Regions from separate parts of the Mus musculus genome. Here all the other regions are linked to region 3. A link is a contact called in public Hi-C, HiChIP or PLAC-seq, Micro-C and promoter capture Hi-C data. All regions are on one chromosome and are shown on one strand. The core of a region is the stretch at or near the end of the contact, and the rest is flanking DNA. Distances in the headings are between cores, read along the strand shown.

Region 1 (2,700 bases), core at 90-2,589, 490 kb after region 3:
TAGGCCATATCCATAAAATGCCTCACATACAATTAAGAGCTATAATACAGCCAGCAAGAGGCACCATTGCTAACAATACCTCTTTGTGGTGCACGGGCTCTTAGGGCCTCCTGTTGTCCTTGGTTTCAAGCCTTTCCCCACAGCCCCCAGCTTATAACTCCCCCTCCCCACAGAACTATTTCACCCCAGTTGCATCTTCTTATCCATTTAATGTTATATGAAGCCACCTTCCTAGCCCACCAACCATTCTGGTTTTAAATCTAGACTTAAAATGTGCAGGTTTCTAAACATTTGAGAGAATGCTCCCCTTTCTTCATGTTTCATGGCAGACATAGTTACCTAGAGATGTCAGGTGACGATGTCAGCTCTTAAGTACCTAAAGTATGGCAAAACTGAGAACAGCCACCAGGGAGAATCCCTCATACTGACTGAGAGTATAGAAGACAGAGCTTGGAAGATTCCGTAGCAGACAGAGTCATTAGCAGGTCACTAAGTCTGAACAGATACACAAGCCAGAACCCTGCCTGCTGAGGGTTCACGCATCGTCAAAGAGACAAAGTGCAGAGAACTGGAAGGACCTGGACACTTTCTCAAATTTTCCATGTCCCACTGAAGGCCAATTTTTGTGAGTGTGCTAATACAATTCTTCATAAGGACACGCTTTGAGCCCAGTGTCTCACAACACAAAAATCTGCTCTGTTCCCAAAGCACCTATGTGCTGAATCCAGACAATTTGCATTTAAGACTTCTCACAACTCTTCTCTCTTCCTACCTGCAGCTAAGTCTGCACGTGACATACCTGATAGGCGCCTATGGTGTCTGTAAAAACCAATATACCATGCATATTAATTGTAAAAACCCAGTATTGCTAAGACGGTCATTTCCATTAAGTTGGTCAGTGAATACCAACCAATCAAACAGCCAACTTCTGTTTTCTTAGTAAAAATTGGTCAACCTACTCTAAAATTAGCATGGGGATACAAAAGATTAAGACTAACCAAAATAATCCTGAAGAGAAAAATATAGAATGAGAGGATTTTCTCTAGCCCCTGAGTTCCCAACACTTCTTCCCAACGGAGCCCTGCCTCGAGCACAGACACCTGTCTGGAATCCTGAAGCCTGATTTTGCTAACCACTTACTGTGCACACACATAAAGCATCATAAGAGTGAGCAGGGTTTCCACTGAAATGCTGAAGGACAGACAGCCTTCCTCCATCTGCAGCCCAGGGTCCCTTCCTGTGAGACTCATCTCTTGGGCGTTCCTAAGTACTTTCTCCCAGACCTGAGGAAGATCCAAATTCTTCACTTCTAACAACCTTCCCTTTCTGGCTAACTGGAACATGCTCTAAAATGTTATATTACACACACACACACACACACACACACACACACACACTCCCTTGGAAGCAACAAGATTTTGACAATATTAAAGGAGGAAGCCTTACTTTCTCCGGTGGGTGGTTAGCTATGACGGTTGTAGCCCTTTTGGTAAATATGTTTGTTGAGTAAATATTGTTATACTCTTTTGCAGGTTCTTCACCATCTCTTAAGTCAAGCGCACAGCGGGTACCATTCAAAGACTCAATCGGCGCACAGGCCTCGTGGGTGTAATAGTCTTCACTGCCTAGGAGGTATCCTGCAAGAAGAATGGGAGAAGAAACAGTCGGCATGGCAGAAAGCTTGTTAGGCAAACGAATGTTCCAGCAGTTAATTGCCTAATGCAACTGATTGCCCATGACGAGGCTAATCAAATGACAGGGCTAATCAGGGTTCTCTTCTTAACATCTCTATATTTGTTAGAGACACCACTGAAATGGCACTACATGGAAATCCAAGGCCCTTCCTCACTTGAGTCTTTTAGAGCATCTGTTCTCGCTTGTCAACTCTTTATACATGGTTGATCTGTGGGAAAAGGTTTTTAGAAATCAGAGTTTAAGTTCAGGAAGCAACCAGATGCTAATTCTTTAAAATTGCCTAAGAAAAAAGATAACGCACCACTAATGTGTTACAAGGTTTTACTTGTAAAATACTAAAAACAGGGTTCAGATCGTGTCATTTGTTGCTACTGAGGTTGGGAGATGGATTTCTGTGGTTATTTATGGACGGGGCCTTTGCCGGAGTTATATTTAGTCAAATGCTGACACCCACTGGTGGAAAAATATAAACCTTTCCTAATACAAGCTCTCTATCCCAGCTGAGCAGCCCCAGAGATCAAAGAGCAGCATTCTGTCTAGACTGTGAACCTTGCCCCGCTGCTCAGAGATGCAGTGCTTACTGAGCCCAGTGGCCTGTCAACTCCCCTGTTTCTAGAGCCCAGATCCCATAACAAAGAGGAAAGCACAGGAGAAACAGAAACGCCCCAACTAATCGTTGTTCTGCAAGTGATCGTGTTTTGAAAATGTGAAAATAAGCTGGGCTGCATATTATGATTAAATTGACAGACTTGCTCAGAAAAGGCCAATCAACAGAGGGCAGAAAGTGGTTAGTGACGGATGGCCCAGGGCTCTGGTTGCCTGGAGGCCCGTGATGACTGCTCATGGGATTTGGTTTCTTTTTGTGACATACATGTGTGTGTGTGTGTGTGTGTGTGTGTGTGTGTGTGGTTTCCTACAACTGAATTGTGGTGATAATGGCACAATCTCTCACATTGTTTAAAAATCGCTAAATTAAATACGTTAATTGGGTAAACTGTATAGTAT
Region 2 (2,700 bases), core at 180-2,679, 380 kb after region 3:
GGAATGCTCACTAGTGAAAAGCTTTTCTTTCCTAGCTCAGTAATCTGATTCAGCCAGCAAAAGCTTTTCTCTGGTTCCCAGAGGCATCTCCTGTATCTCTCCCATCCCATCTGCAGTCTCAGCTCTCTGGCTTTCAATCTCCTGGTATCATTTCAAGGTCAGACAGAGTCACATCCAGGACAGTGGGTAGCCAGATTCCAAGATAGTTCCCATGGCATTGGCCTCTAGTGTTGCTGTACTGATGCATTATGTCAGGGGCAAAGTGTGTTCTACAATACAGTGACTAGTCCATGAGCTTAGTAGGGAGATCACCTGAAGGGTCTACCCTAATCCCAGGAGTCTCTGAGGACAGTTTTCTCTGGCTGACAGGAGTCAAGGAGGTAAGAAAGCTTGTACACATGAGATTCCATAGCAGGAAGGTTTTCTGATGCGGAGGTTGGAGCCAGAGAGGACAGGAAGCAAGGTCTTGACTGTCCCCGAGTAGAGAGTAGGGCTTCAGTCCTACGGCCTCAGCCACTGCCTTTTGTCAGTGACCTATATAGCTTCAGAAGCAGAACTTTCACATGAGCCCAGTCTGATCAGCAGCTTGTTGTTAGTCAGGGGAGACCCTGGGCTTGCCCAGCCTGTTGCCCTAGAGACCATGGGATGGGTAGTGGGCTTCATTGTAAGATGAATTCCTGGAAATATGCTACATAGACATATGACATGAGTGCAGGGACCCTCTGGAACATCTAAAACTACATCCTACCTGCCTTCCAGACTCTTGTTCAGTCAACTAGAATTCTACCTAGAGGGATGAAATATAATTATCTGGCTCTGTGTGTGTGTGTGTGTGTGGTTATGTGTGTGTGGTTATGTGTGTGTGGTGGTGGTATTCAGAGGTCAAGTCTCCCTAATATGTGAAGGGCTCTAGGTTTTGCCTCTAACACAGAAAAAAAAAAGTGTGTGTGTGAGGTCATTAATTGAGCAAACGTGAATGAGGAAAGAAAGCTTGTGACTGGTGTATTTATTCACCCACCTACTTCATGCACCCGTTTCCTGTCTGTATCCACGCCTCCCTCCCATCTGCTTCCTCATCCAAGGAAGCCTTGGTCCTCTCCAGTAACGGCCTCTGTGCTGAGCTACAAGCTTTCTGGCCCCAGGACCCCATGGGCATTAGAGGGATAAACGTAGACAGGTCTAGACAGAGAACTTGAAGAGCTTTGCAGTTAGACCTGACGTGATCAAGGTCCGTGTCTATACACACACTAGAAATGAATCAATACATCTTTGCTAGACAGCACGGGCTGCTTGGCCTCAGCAGTGGAGACTGAGCTAGATGCCTTCCTAAGATCTGAGGTGGCTCTCCCATGTGTGTGACGGGAACTCAGATGGTTGGCTCCCATTTCTACCCAGGCTAGCCAACCGTGTGACGAAGCTTTGCAGAATGACTCTCGAGAACCTAGATGTGTTCCTGTTTCATTTCTCCTGTCAGAAATCCTACTTTCCTGTTGTTTAAACTGAAGACAATCTACCACATAAAGTGCCTCTTGTTTTTAGGTGGGAAGTGGCTTTCAGGCGTGCTGCTGGGTCCCTGCTTTATAACTAAGCCCCCTCCTCCCCCAGCTACTCTGCTCAAGCCTTTTTTTTAGTGGTAACTTCATTCTGCTTTGCATTCTATGTAACTGTTTATACATGCCCCCATCCTGGTGGGCTCCGGCTTCTTGGGGATGACATCCCATTTATCTTTCTATCTCCCGCAACCCTGCACAGTGAACACTAAGTGCAAGCTGAAGGGGTTTATTGGATTGGATTTGCAGCTGAGATTTCCTTTGCTGTTGGATTTTTGGTAGATGCTTAAGGTTCCTTGATCCAGGGAGATGAGGGCCAGCCAGCACCTTTATCTCAGTCTACTCCTGGAGTCCCCTTGAAGGAGTGAGAGGCCACAGGAGCCCAAGGCACCACCATCCAAAGGAGGCTGAAAGTCAGGGCAGGGGAAGGACCTGTAGCTGTAGAAGGACCACCTGTCCCTCCCCTCAGCTGCTCACAAGCTGGACTGCTCTCAAAGGAAGCTCTCAGCCTTGGCAGAGGCCAAGTGTGTTCTCAGTAGAGAGAGTGTGTGTGTGACACAATACAGGGGCTGTAAGTGGAGAGAAAGGAGCTTTCTTGTTGATTTACTGTTTGAAACGTGTGTTTCAGGAGAAATAGTCACCAAGATAAAATGTGTAATAAATTCTGAACCATGAAGAAAAAGCATCCCTTGCTGGCCTCTACAATCTGTAATACTATATCTCAGTCAGTCAGTCAGTCAGTCAGTCAGTCAGTCAGTCAGTCAGTTTGCAATCCTGGCACAATCCCTGATGCTAGACCAGATAGTCTGCAGAGCAGGACCCATCCATAGTTAATCTCCATAGTAACAGAGTCTAGCATGATTCTGGGAATCAGCCTGGTACCACAGAGGAGGGAGGGACAGTCAGGGGCAAGGCCAAGTGGGGGATGAGTGCTGAAGGAAACCCTGGTGACTAGCTTTGGGAAATGTACAAGGTGGCTTCTGAGATGGAGCCAGGACATTCAGAGATCTTGGTAGCCTGTAGGGGTTGCTGTGGTTAAAAGGAATGGCCTCCTGAAACTTGACCCCCAAGGTACTGAGAGGTAGGGTCACAAGGTGGAATGATTTAGTTCCTCCACCATGAATAGGATGGACAGGCTTAGTTAGTGCCC
Region 3 (2,700 bases), core at 157-2,656:
TTACCTGGATTTAAAGACATGCGGGGCACGTTTTACGCAGTTTTTCATACTTATTCTTTAGCCTCTAACACTCAGAGAGGTTAGCACAGGAGCACAAAGTAACTTTTGTAGTTGAGCTTGGATTTCAACAGGTGCTGAACCCTGAGTCAGAACCAGGTACAGGCAGCTGCCGAGGATCTGGGAGCAGAGCCCCCAATCTTAGATTCTTTCCACCTTGTGGTGATCACTGTTGGATGCCTACTTCCTAATTAGTTGGCTGCCTTAGAAGCAGCTGCTTTGTCATCCCAACCTGGATTCTACCAGACTACAGCACGTTGTGCGTGGGTGGGTGGGTGCGCTTTCACATTGGGGAAAGTTATTATTGCCTAGGTGACTTTGCCTAGCGCAAGGCCCTCAAAAAGCTATGGATAATTAAATCTGGGTTTTTCCAGTTCTTAGGTCCCTGCCAAATAAAAATAATTCTGGGTTCACCCAAGTGCCCTTCTGTTAAAAGTGGAAGGAAGGATAGAGTTGAGAAAGCCATGTCCTCTCAACAAGTTCCGGGTGGTGCAATGACTGATATGTCATTTACTGTAGTTTTCAATAATCATTCCCGGCACTTGGAAGAAAAAAGGCAAATATTAGGAGGTGTGTATTCTGCATCCAAATGCCTGAAAATAAACGTCAACAATTTCTCTTCCATTATCAGTAACTTGAGGGTCTGGGTCGATAGACTCTGCCACCTACTCGGCCGTCCCACGTGCCCCCACCCCCCATTATTTATGAGTGGGGAGGGAGGATGGGAGACAGAGGCTGCCCCCCCCCCCTCCCCGCAGTGAATGTTGCCTTTTCTTGGAGCAACTCCGGATCCTCAGCGCGAAGCCGCTTTCCGTGACTTCGCAGTAACCTGGGATCGGAGGACCGGCTGGGTTTCCCAGGTTGGGGTGTGTCGGGCAGCGATGTTTTAAGTTGCTTTAGGGTTCCTATCCTCTCTGGGGTCTGGAATCTTTGGTGTCTGCGGCGGATGTTTTCGCACCTCAGCTACTCGCTCTCCAAGTCTTGTCTCCCCCACCTGCCACGTGGGACCTGCGCGCACCGTCCTCCCCTACACAGGCCACCACCCCTTCCCCAAGCCGCACTAGGTGGGTCCACGGCCCGGGGCTTGGAACCTGCCCTCCGCCTGCGCTCGCCCTTCGGTCGGAGGCAGAGCCCGGAGCGCAGATCCAGGCGGGAAGGGACGGCCGGATGGCTGGGCGCCGCGGGCCTCCGCCGCACCGGGCATGCTCAGTGGCACGGCCGGCTCGGTGGCCCGCGAGCTGCACCCGGATCTGTGCGGCGGCGGCGGCGACGTGAGCGCGCAGGGGGGCGGCGGCCTCGCCTCGTCTGTGTCTCGGCGCCGGGCTCGGGTGGGTGACGCGCAGTGCCGGGGCAATGTCGGATTTTGACAGCAACCCGTTTGCGGATCCGGATCTCAACAACCCGTTCAAGGTGAGCGCCCGGCCGCGGCCCTGGCCCGCGTTGGGCGTCGCGGTGGCCGTGGAGGCCCTGTCGGGAGGGTCTCGGGACGCAGCGTCACCACTGGCCGCGCCACCAGCCAGGAGGCTCGCACCGGGCCGCGGACCGGCCGGACCGGGAGCCGGGTCCGGAGCGGAGCGGGGCATGTGTGGCCGCCACTAGTCCGGTCGGCACGGCGGGCCGCGGGGCGGGGGCCGGGAGGCCGGGGCGCCCGGGCTGGGGTTGTCATGGGGACCTGGCACCGGCGCTGCGTGCCGGTGACGGCCAAGGTGTGCGGGAGAGAGGCGCGGATACACGGACGCTGCGATAAAAGGATAAAGGGGTGTTTTTTATTATCAAAACTCGGTTGCTCCCAGAGCCACCAGTGGCGCTGCCAGAGGCCCCCTTCCCCACCGGGCCCAGTTTAGGGGAACGGGCATCAAACAGAAGTTAAAAATAAATAAACATCTGGAAACAATAGTGCACACGGGCATCTCCCCACCTAGCTGCTGTTAGGGAGGTGGACCCTGGGCCATTTTCCAAGCTGGGAGTGCGTCACCGGGGATCCGAGCTGTTTGAGGATTCCGTTCCTCACGTGAGTGAGCTCTTTCCTTCATGGAGTGGACCTGATCGGATCCCAAGCCTCAGAAGGGCTTGGCATAGAAATAAATGCCTAGGCAGGCCATTTAAATGTTAGGCATCTGCTCTAAAATTTAATGCCGCGTCCGAGAACTTTGCCTTGAAAAGTACTTTGGTTTTCTTAAAGACTGTGAGGCATAGCAAGGCAATTTCTTCCAACTGTTGGCTTGGTTAGTTCTTTCTTAATTGCTCTGACTGTGTGCAGCTCAAACTTTAATTTGTAGTCTCAAAGGTGAAGTAGGAACTAATTTGTGGGCACCCAAGTGCTGCTTCTGGCCTGTTGGGTTTACCTCTTTTTAGTCCTTTTGTGGCTTACCTGCAATATTGAAGCAAAAGGCACCCCTGTTCTGATGGTTTTAACCTCATGTCTTCATGAAGGATTCTTTTAATGAAGTTATCCCCCTTATACCTGACAGCTGGACTCATTTTGCAAAACTACAGAGAAAGCTGTTATGGTTGAGTTGACTGTAACTTTCAACACCTGGTCCTCCCGATCTATTCATTTGCTTTTTTGTTTTGGTTTTCATTGTTGTTTTGAGACAGGGTCTCACTAGGTAGTGTACCTGGCTTTGGAACTTTCTTTCCTTC
Region 4 (2,700 bases), core at 170-2,669, 450 kb after region 3:
TGGCTGTACACAATCAAAAGCCAACAAGGCTACATAGAAAGATCCAGCGCTGAGAGCTGGGGTAACATGCAGGCCAGGCAGCTCCATACTGGACCTTCATAGAGACCAAAGGCATATCCACTGGGGCCAAGAGACCTTGACAAGGTAATTATTTTTCTCCAGTTGGTTTTGTCATTTAAAAAAATTATACAGTGAGATTATTTTCCTAAAAGGAAAGTGAGAGGCAGTTCCTAGGGGCATTTTTTTTTTTTTATTACTCCTGACCCTGCTCTCCTCCCTGTCTTTGCACATGGCAGAAAGGGTTTCAAGGACTTTGGCTCAGCATGGGGAGGAGTGGCCCAGCTCTGAAGTGAGTCATGGCTATCTTCACTAGGGAGTCTTGAGTTACCAGAGACAAGCACTCAGTGGCTGCTAGCGTTGCTTCAGCTGAGTCAAGCTTTGGACGTTCATTTCTTATATTGTATCTGGGTTTGCCCAACAGATCATAAAGTCTTCATCCTAGGAGAGAATCTAGTTATATTATATCTGGGTTTAACCCTACAGATATGAAGTCTTCATCCTGGGAGAGAATCTAGTTATAGTTAAAAAACACTTTTTTGTTAAGCATTTGGAAGGTCTCTGTGGAGAGGCCCTGCTAGAAGTTGGCCCCACAGGGGAGAGGCCACAGTTAAGCAGTTGCACAGATGGCCAAGAGGAGCAGAAGAGGCCAAATCTATTGTGAATTTTCACTTGCAGCTGTATGGAAAGCAGTTATGATGGCGAGTCAATTGCTGTGGGTTTCTAGCTTTAAATTCAGGCACAGGAAGCAAATGTTTTCAAATGCCGAGCATACAGGGAGATTAAAGGACTGGGGACAGGTTTGAACCCACAGAGCCTTTCACTGGCAAGTGAGAGGGGTCTCTGTTGACAGGAAAGTCAAGTGTGGTAGCTGGCATAGAAACCAACCTGACAGATCCTATGTGTTTTCCCCAGGATAGATATTTTTGCTTCTGTCTAGTAAGGCTTTGTGTTGGGGTTCTGATTTCTCTTTTCTGCTGTTCAGATCCAAAGTTTATGCTTGCCAACCACTCTGGGTCACGTATGAATGGCAGGACTAGTGGCTCTGTCACGCATGCGCCATTTCAGAGTTTTGTCTGGAACTCTCCCTGTGCAGTAAAAAATCGAGCGTCTTCTGACCCCCTCCAACACCCTGCCCCCATTTCCACCCTCCATTTGGCCCGCTGCTGGGACTATAGTCTATCACTTATCTAACATAAAATAAACAGAACAATCTGGAGCTAATTTAGGTGGTTTGCCATATCAGGATACAGCTGGGAAAGATTTTAAGAAAAGGCTGGACAGGAACAATAGCGCTGTGAAGTGGAGCAGTGTGGAGAGCACAGGAAGGCAGTTTCAGACAGCCTGGCAGACAGCTGTCAGCCACTCCAATAACAATCCCCAAAGCCAATGAAAACGGGCAGGCTCTGTGCAGGGAGCTCGGCCCTGCAGAACACCAACAAGGAAAACAAGGGATTAGAGGGCGTTCTGACTTAATGGTTAGGAGTTGTCAGGGCCACCTGTCTCCCGGGAGCCCTTCACCAGGGCTCCTGGCCAGCAAGGCCTGAAGAGGAATCGCAGAGGAGACCTTCCATTTCTCTATAATTCTGGCCAAGATTTTTTTTTTTAAGATGCATGCATACATACTGGCTTTATCCTGACTTATGAATTCAGCAAGGCCCACAGCAGCACATCTGTTTTTGACATCAATTTCTCCTACTCTGCAGGATGGTTGAGGGTTTTGGTTTTTTTTTTTTTTAACTCTTTGGGGGCCTCTGGCTAGACCTTAAATTTCCTGGTGCAACTTGACAGAGGTGAAAGGGCTTGAGGGAGCTAAACAAAGCTGTGTGTTGTTCTTGAAAGAATTTGTGAGTGCTTTATATTAAATCAAGAGAAAAGAAATAAAAAGAAAAGAAAAGAAACCACCTCGGACCAAGCTCTTGACAAAGATCCAACCAGTTAGAGATGCTCTGAAGTCTAAAGGTAGCAGAGAGGTTCCTGCCAAGGCACGGGTCAGAAGCACCACGATTGGCTCTCTGTCAACTCTCGCCACTTGGCCAAGGCTTCTGGGTCAGTTTCTGCACCTAAGGCCAGGCGACATTTTCCCCTTCTCCATCACTTAATTCCTGACATAAGCTCATACGCTCTCCTTCCAGAAAGTGCTCTGTTTAATGAAGAGTTCCCTCTGGCTAGAGAAATTTTTGGGAAAACCCCACTTGTTTAAGAGGGATTTTTAAAAAGATAATATAGATTTCCTATTCTAAAGTAACAAAACAGCATCTGGGAGGTTTAATAGAAAATAAACCAGCTCGGAAGAAGAAAAGAAACAAGGGTTTTATCAGTGACCATCTCTCCATTTTAGCTCATGTCTGTACATCACAGTACATCCCTGAACTAACAGGTACTCATAACTCCATGGCAATACAAGCTAAGCCTAAATGTTCACTGTAGAAAGAAGCTTTTGAAACACAGAAAACAATGTGAAAACTTCTGGCAAGCAAAAGAATAGGCTGGAAAATATTTCTTTAAAAAAAAAAACTATAACATCCAGGGCTGGAGAGATGACTCAGCGTGTAAGAGCACGTGATGCTCTTCTGCAGGATCCACACTCAATTCTCTGCACACTGGGCAGCTCACAACAGTCTGTAATCCTAACTCTAGGGG
Region 5 (2,700 bases), core at 107-2,606, 500 kb before region 3:
TATCACACAGTCTAATGCTCTATCACCGCATCCCAGCTGGAGCCAGGATCCTTGTTTCATTTGCTTGCTCTGCTACTAACCTGAAGTGTGACTTCAGCCACATTCTGAAAACTGCACTCATAAACATGTACTGAGCAAAACCTATATGGTGTATCTTATTTATTTGAATCACACTGTATCAAAAATGTAGCAGGTATTTCTTCCAAAAACTGAATTCAGGGAGAATTTGGACTCTATCTTCCAAATTCAGTAAGAAGAGGCACAGTACAACGATGAAATATGTTCCAGAATACATAAAACCAGATTTGAAGTCAGGCACAATTCAGAACCGACTGTCTATCCCCCCCACCTTCACCCCCGCCCCGCCCCCCTACCATACCCTAGCTGCCTTTGTAATAAAAGCTTCCAAAGTACCGTTCGAAGTACTAAAACTCGGGCAGTATCTCTAAAAGTGATTCTCTCCTCTATGGGTTGACCTCCCTCTGATGGAATATCAATAAACGGTGGAGAGATGGAGCAACAGGAAAAAAAGCTATTTCCCCTGCAGAACGATCTGCTTCGTAAGGAGGCTGTGTATCTTTTCCCTTGGAATGTTTCGGTATGATCAGCTTGGGTCTGAACAAAACTAGTTCTAATGAGCACTGCAATATGTACAGTCGGGAGTCAAGGCAAGTCACAAGACTGGCCTGGCCTATTCCTGGGAGGCAGCAGCCCACAGCTCCGGGGCGAGCTTCGGGGAAGAAGTTTGCAGAGGTGCTCACGTTCAAGCCCCAGTTCCCAAACTCTGGAAGTGAGCCATGTCAGAGGCCAGGGCCCCGCCATTGTGTATTCTGAGTGAGGCCCATGATCTCAGCGTCCCTTAAACTTGAGCGCTGTCCAGTCCACCTGAGGCCAGGCCAGGGCGGACTCCGCCTCCCTACTGCAAAGTTCAGGGAGCCGGCGCCCCGCACGCACAGGCCGAGGCCCTCCAGGCACAGGTCGCCCTCCTCTTCCTCCTCCTCCCGGCCTACGAGCGCGGAGGACGCCTCCGAGCCTCGCACGGAAGGCGGCCAGGCCAGCGCCGAGGTCGCGCCGAGCCCTGCACGGAGGGCGGCAGGGCCAGCGCCGAGGGCGGCTCCCTGCCAGCGCCAGCCTAGGCGTGTGCGGGCCCCTCGCATCCCGCCCGCCGAGGCCTGGAAGCCGCGCCCGCATCGGGCCTACGCTCCGCCCGGCTTCCCCGGCGGTGAGAAGGGAAGAGCGAGCGTCAGCCGCGGAGCCGCCGGCCGTTCCTTACCGCCTCACTACTCCGGTCTTGATCTTGATCTGCCTCACGCGAGGATCGGCCATGGTCCCTAAGGCGCCGCAGGAAGGAGAGGCGGGGCTGCGCGGCGCGCCGGCGCAGAAGGGGCGGTGGAGTGGGCGTGGAGCCCAGAGTGCGCGCATGCGTACCTGGAGAGCCCGACCCCGCCTCGCCTCCCGACTCTTACCTGGAATCCTTGCATCTAGACTGCTGGTACCTAGAGCTGGAGACTCTCAAAGCCCTATACCAGCTGCTTCTCCCTGGTGCTTGGACAGGATTTGTACACAAGCTGCACTTTTATTTTCTCAGTCTCCATAGCCTGAGTTAAGAAACTTTCTGTTCCTGAGAAAGTGAACAGGATTAGCTGCTTAATGGACAGTGTGACTTAGAAACTATTAACAAGGATAATTTTTGTTTTCACTGTCTGTTGTCAAATGGAGAAAGAGATCTGTGTTTGATGAAATAAAATACCATAATGCAGACAGTCAAAAGAAATTTTTAATTTTAATTTAATTTTTTTTTTTACATTCCAATCCATGCCCCCTCTTCCGGTTCCCTTTCTCCATATAGTCCCTTCCCTTTCCAGAGTGTTACTTATGTAAATTGTCTTGTGATGTTTGAGTTTATGGAGAGAGGACTCTGGGAGTAAGGAGGTTCCTCTTGTCCTAAATTTTAGCAAGTTTGTTTCAAGTGTCCAGCAAGACTCCCCGTCCTGAGACATGCTGGCCCCCTACCCCTGAGACAGGGAGAAAACAGTACAGCATTGCACCTTCTTGGCCTAGAGGGGAGCAGCCCTTTCCTCCTAGCCTGATGGCCTGAGACCAATCTGCAGGACTCAAAAGTGGTAGAGTGTAAGAACCAGCTCTCGCAAGTTGTCCTTTGACCTCTGCAAGTTCACTGTGGCTTGCAAATATACACAGAAGTGTATGAAATAAACGCTTGGTTTTTGTTTTTTAAGTTGTGTAAAAGTATGCCTACACTGGCAACAAAATGGCAGAATCCCATCCACAGAGAGAATCTCTGACTGGGGGACTCCGAGGGACTTCTCCAGTGCTTTGTGCAGGGTGTTGTAAGAACCTGTTTCGATGGTGTCATCTATCCGCTCCCTGCTATTTATTTGTTCATCTCCTTTTTCTTGCTACACACTTAATGGACTCAGTCATTTGAGAGCAAATGACTAGCCACCTATCTCACATGTGGAGTTCTATCCTTTAGCGAACACAGGACCCCGGCACTCAACCTCCTTGAAGAGCCCTAAGAAATAATGCCCACGTCACGTGACAGGTGTATAGAGGGTGGCATTCAGCACAATGCCTAAACACAGCAGACATGGGACAACTTTTGACTCCACCATATTTTCCAAGATACAATTTGCATAGAACAAGGCACCCTGAACTGTGTTCTAGAGTCTCTTCCTGTTG

What was found. Promoter capture Hi-C pulls out the DNA fragments that hold promoters and counts their contacts. Hi-C and Micro-C count contacts between places; a contact is called where the count stands out from the background. HiChIP or PLAC-seq counts read pairs in DNA pulled down with a chosen protein or histone mark.
Region 1: a contact with region 3 is called in a Hi-C map of the N1E-115 cell line, with 7 times the contacts expected there. The contact joins the enhancer-like site here to the promoter of Scamp1 in region 3. A contact is called at or near these places in 14 of 39 promoter capture datasets (the 3T3-L1 cell line, 3T3-L1-derived adipocytes, the SN4741 cell line and 9 more), 1 of 15 datasets of contacts at CTCF or cohesin (the NIH/3T3 cell line), 7 of 484 Hi-C or Micro-C datasets (the N1E-115 cell line, bone marrow-derived macrophages, cerebellum and 4 more) and 14 of 115 datasets of contacts at active chromatin or transcription factors (the NIH/3T3 cell line, VIP interneurons, astrocytes and 11 more).
Region 2: an H3K27ac HiChIP or PLAC-seq map of microglia shows a contact between it and region 3, with 5 times the contacts expected there. The contact joins the enhancer-like site here to the promoter of Scamp1 in region 3. A contact is called at or near these places in 6 of 115 datasets of contacts at active chromatin or transcription factors (the NIH/3T3 cell line, bone marrow-derived macrophages, craniofacial prominence and 3 more) and 1 of 9 other capture datasets (adipose tissue).
Region 4: a contact with region 3 is called in a promoter capture Hi-C map of hippocampal neurons, with 4 times the contacts expected there. The contact joins the enhancer-like site here to the promoter of Scamp1 in region 3. A contact is called at or near these places in 5 of 39 promoter capture datasets (frontonasal cranial neural crest, hippocampal neurons, liver and 1 more), 6 of 115 datasets of contacts at active chromatin or transcription factors (bone marrow-derived macrophages, embryonic forebrain, embryonic stem cells and 3 more) and 1 of 9 other capture datasets (embryonic stem cells).
Region 5: a contact with region 3 is called in a Micro-C map of embryonic stem cells, with 4 times the contacts expected there. The contact joins the promoter of Tbca here to the promoter of Scamp1 in region 3. A contact is called at or near these places in 6 of 39 promoter capture datasets (cranial neural crest, embryonic stem cells, frontonasal cranial neural crest and 3 more), 1 of 484 Hi-C or Micro-C datasets (embryonic stem cells) and 1 of 115 datasets of contacts at active chromatin or transcription factors (embryonic stem cells).

Annotation. Positions count from the first base shown.
Region 1 is chr13:93,792,965-93,795,664 of GRCm38.p6, reverse strand. Arsb (arylsulfatase B) reads right to left here. Exons shown (of 8, transcript NM_009712.3): 3 at 1,447-1,637. Among named protein-coding and RNA genes, the nearest start is that of Mir5624, 3.5 kb to the right of the region's middle. Within about 2 kb of position 1,339, at least 1 of the 459 cell types and tissues checked has an H3K27ac peak or open chromatin away from gene starts, as enhancers often do. A contact at or near this core is called in the N1E-115 cell line, where this site is marked.
Region 2 is chr13:93,899,795-93,902,494 of GRCm38.p6, reverse strand. All of the region lies in intron 6 of Arsb (arylsulfatase B), which reads right to left. Among named protein-coding and RNA genes, the nearest start is that of Mir5624, 110 kb to the right of the region's middle. Within about 2 kb of position 1,429, at least 31 of the 459 cell types and tissues checked have an H3K27ac peak or open chromatin away from gene starts, as enhancers often do. A contact at or near this core is called in bone marrow-derived macrophages and microglia, where this site is marked.
Region 3 is chr13:94,283,987-94,286,686 of GRCm38.p6, reverse strand. It overlaps Scamp1 (secretory carrier membrane protein 1), which reads left to right and starts at 1,406. Exons shown (of 9, transcript NM_029153.1): 1 at 1,406-1,467. The coding sequence starts at 1,411.
Region 4 is chr13:93,837,995-93,840,694 of GRCm38.p6, reverse strand. The region is part of intron 4 of Arsb (arylsulfatase B); the gene reads right to left. Among named protein-coding and RNA genes, the nearest start is that of Mir5624, 49 kb to the right of the region's middle. Within about 2 kb of position 1,419, at least 139 of the 459 cell types and tissues checked have an H3K27ac peak or open chromatin away from gene starts, as enhancers often do. A contact at or near this core is called in embryonic forebrain, fibro-adipogenic progenitors, forebrain and 1 more, where this site is marked.
Region 5 is chr13:94,787,576-94,790,275 of GRCm38.p6, reverse strand. Tbca (tubulin cofactor A) reads right to left here and starts at 1,356. Exons shown (of 4, transcript NM_009321.3): 1 at 1,274-1,356. The coding sequence starts at 1,326.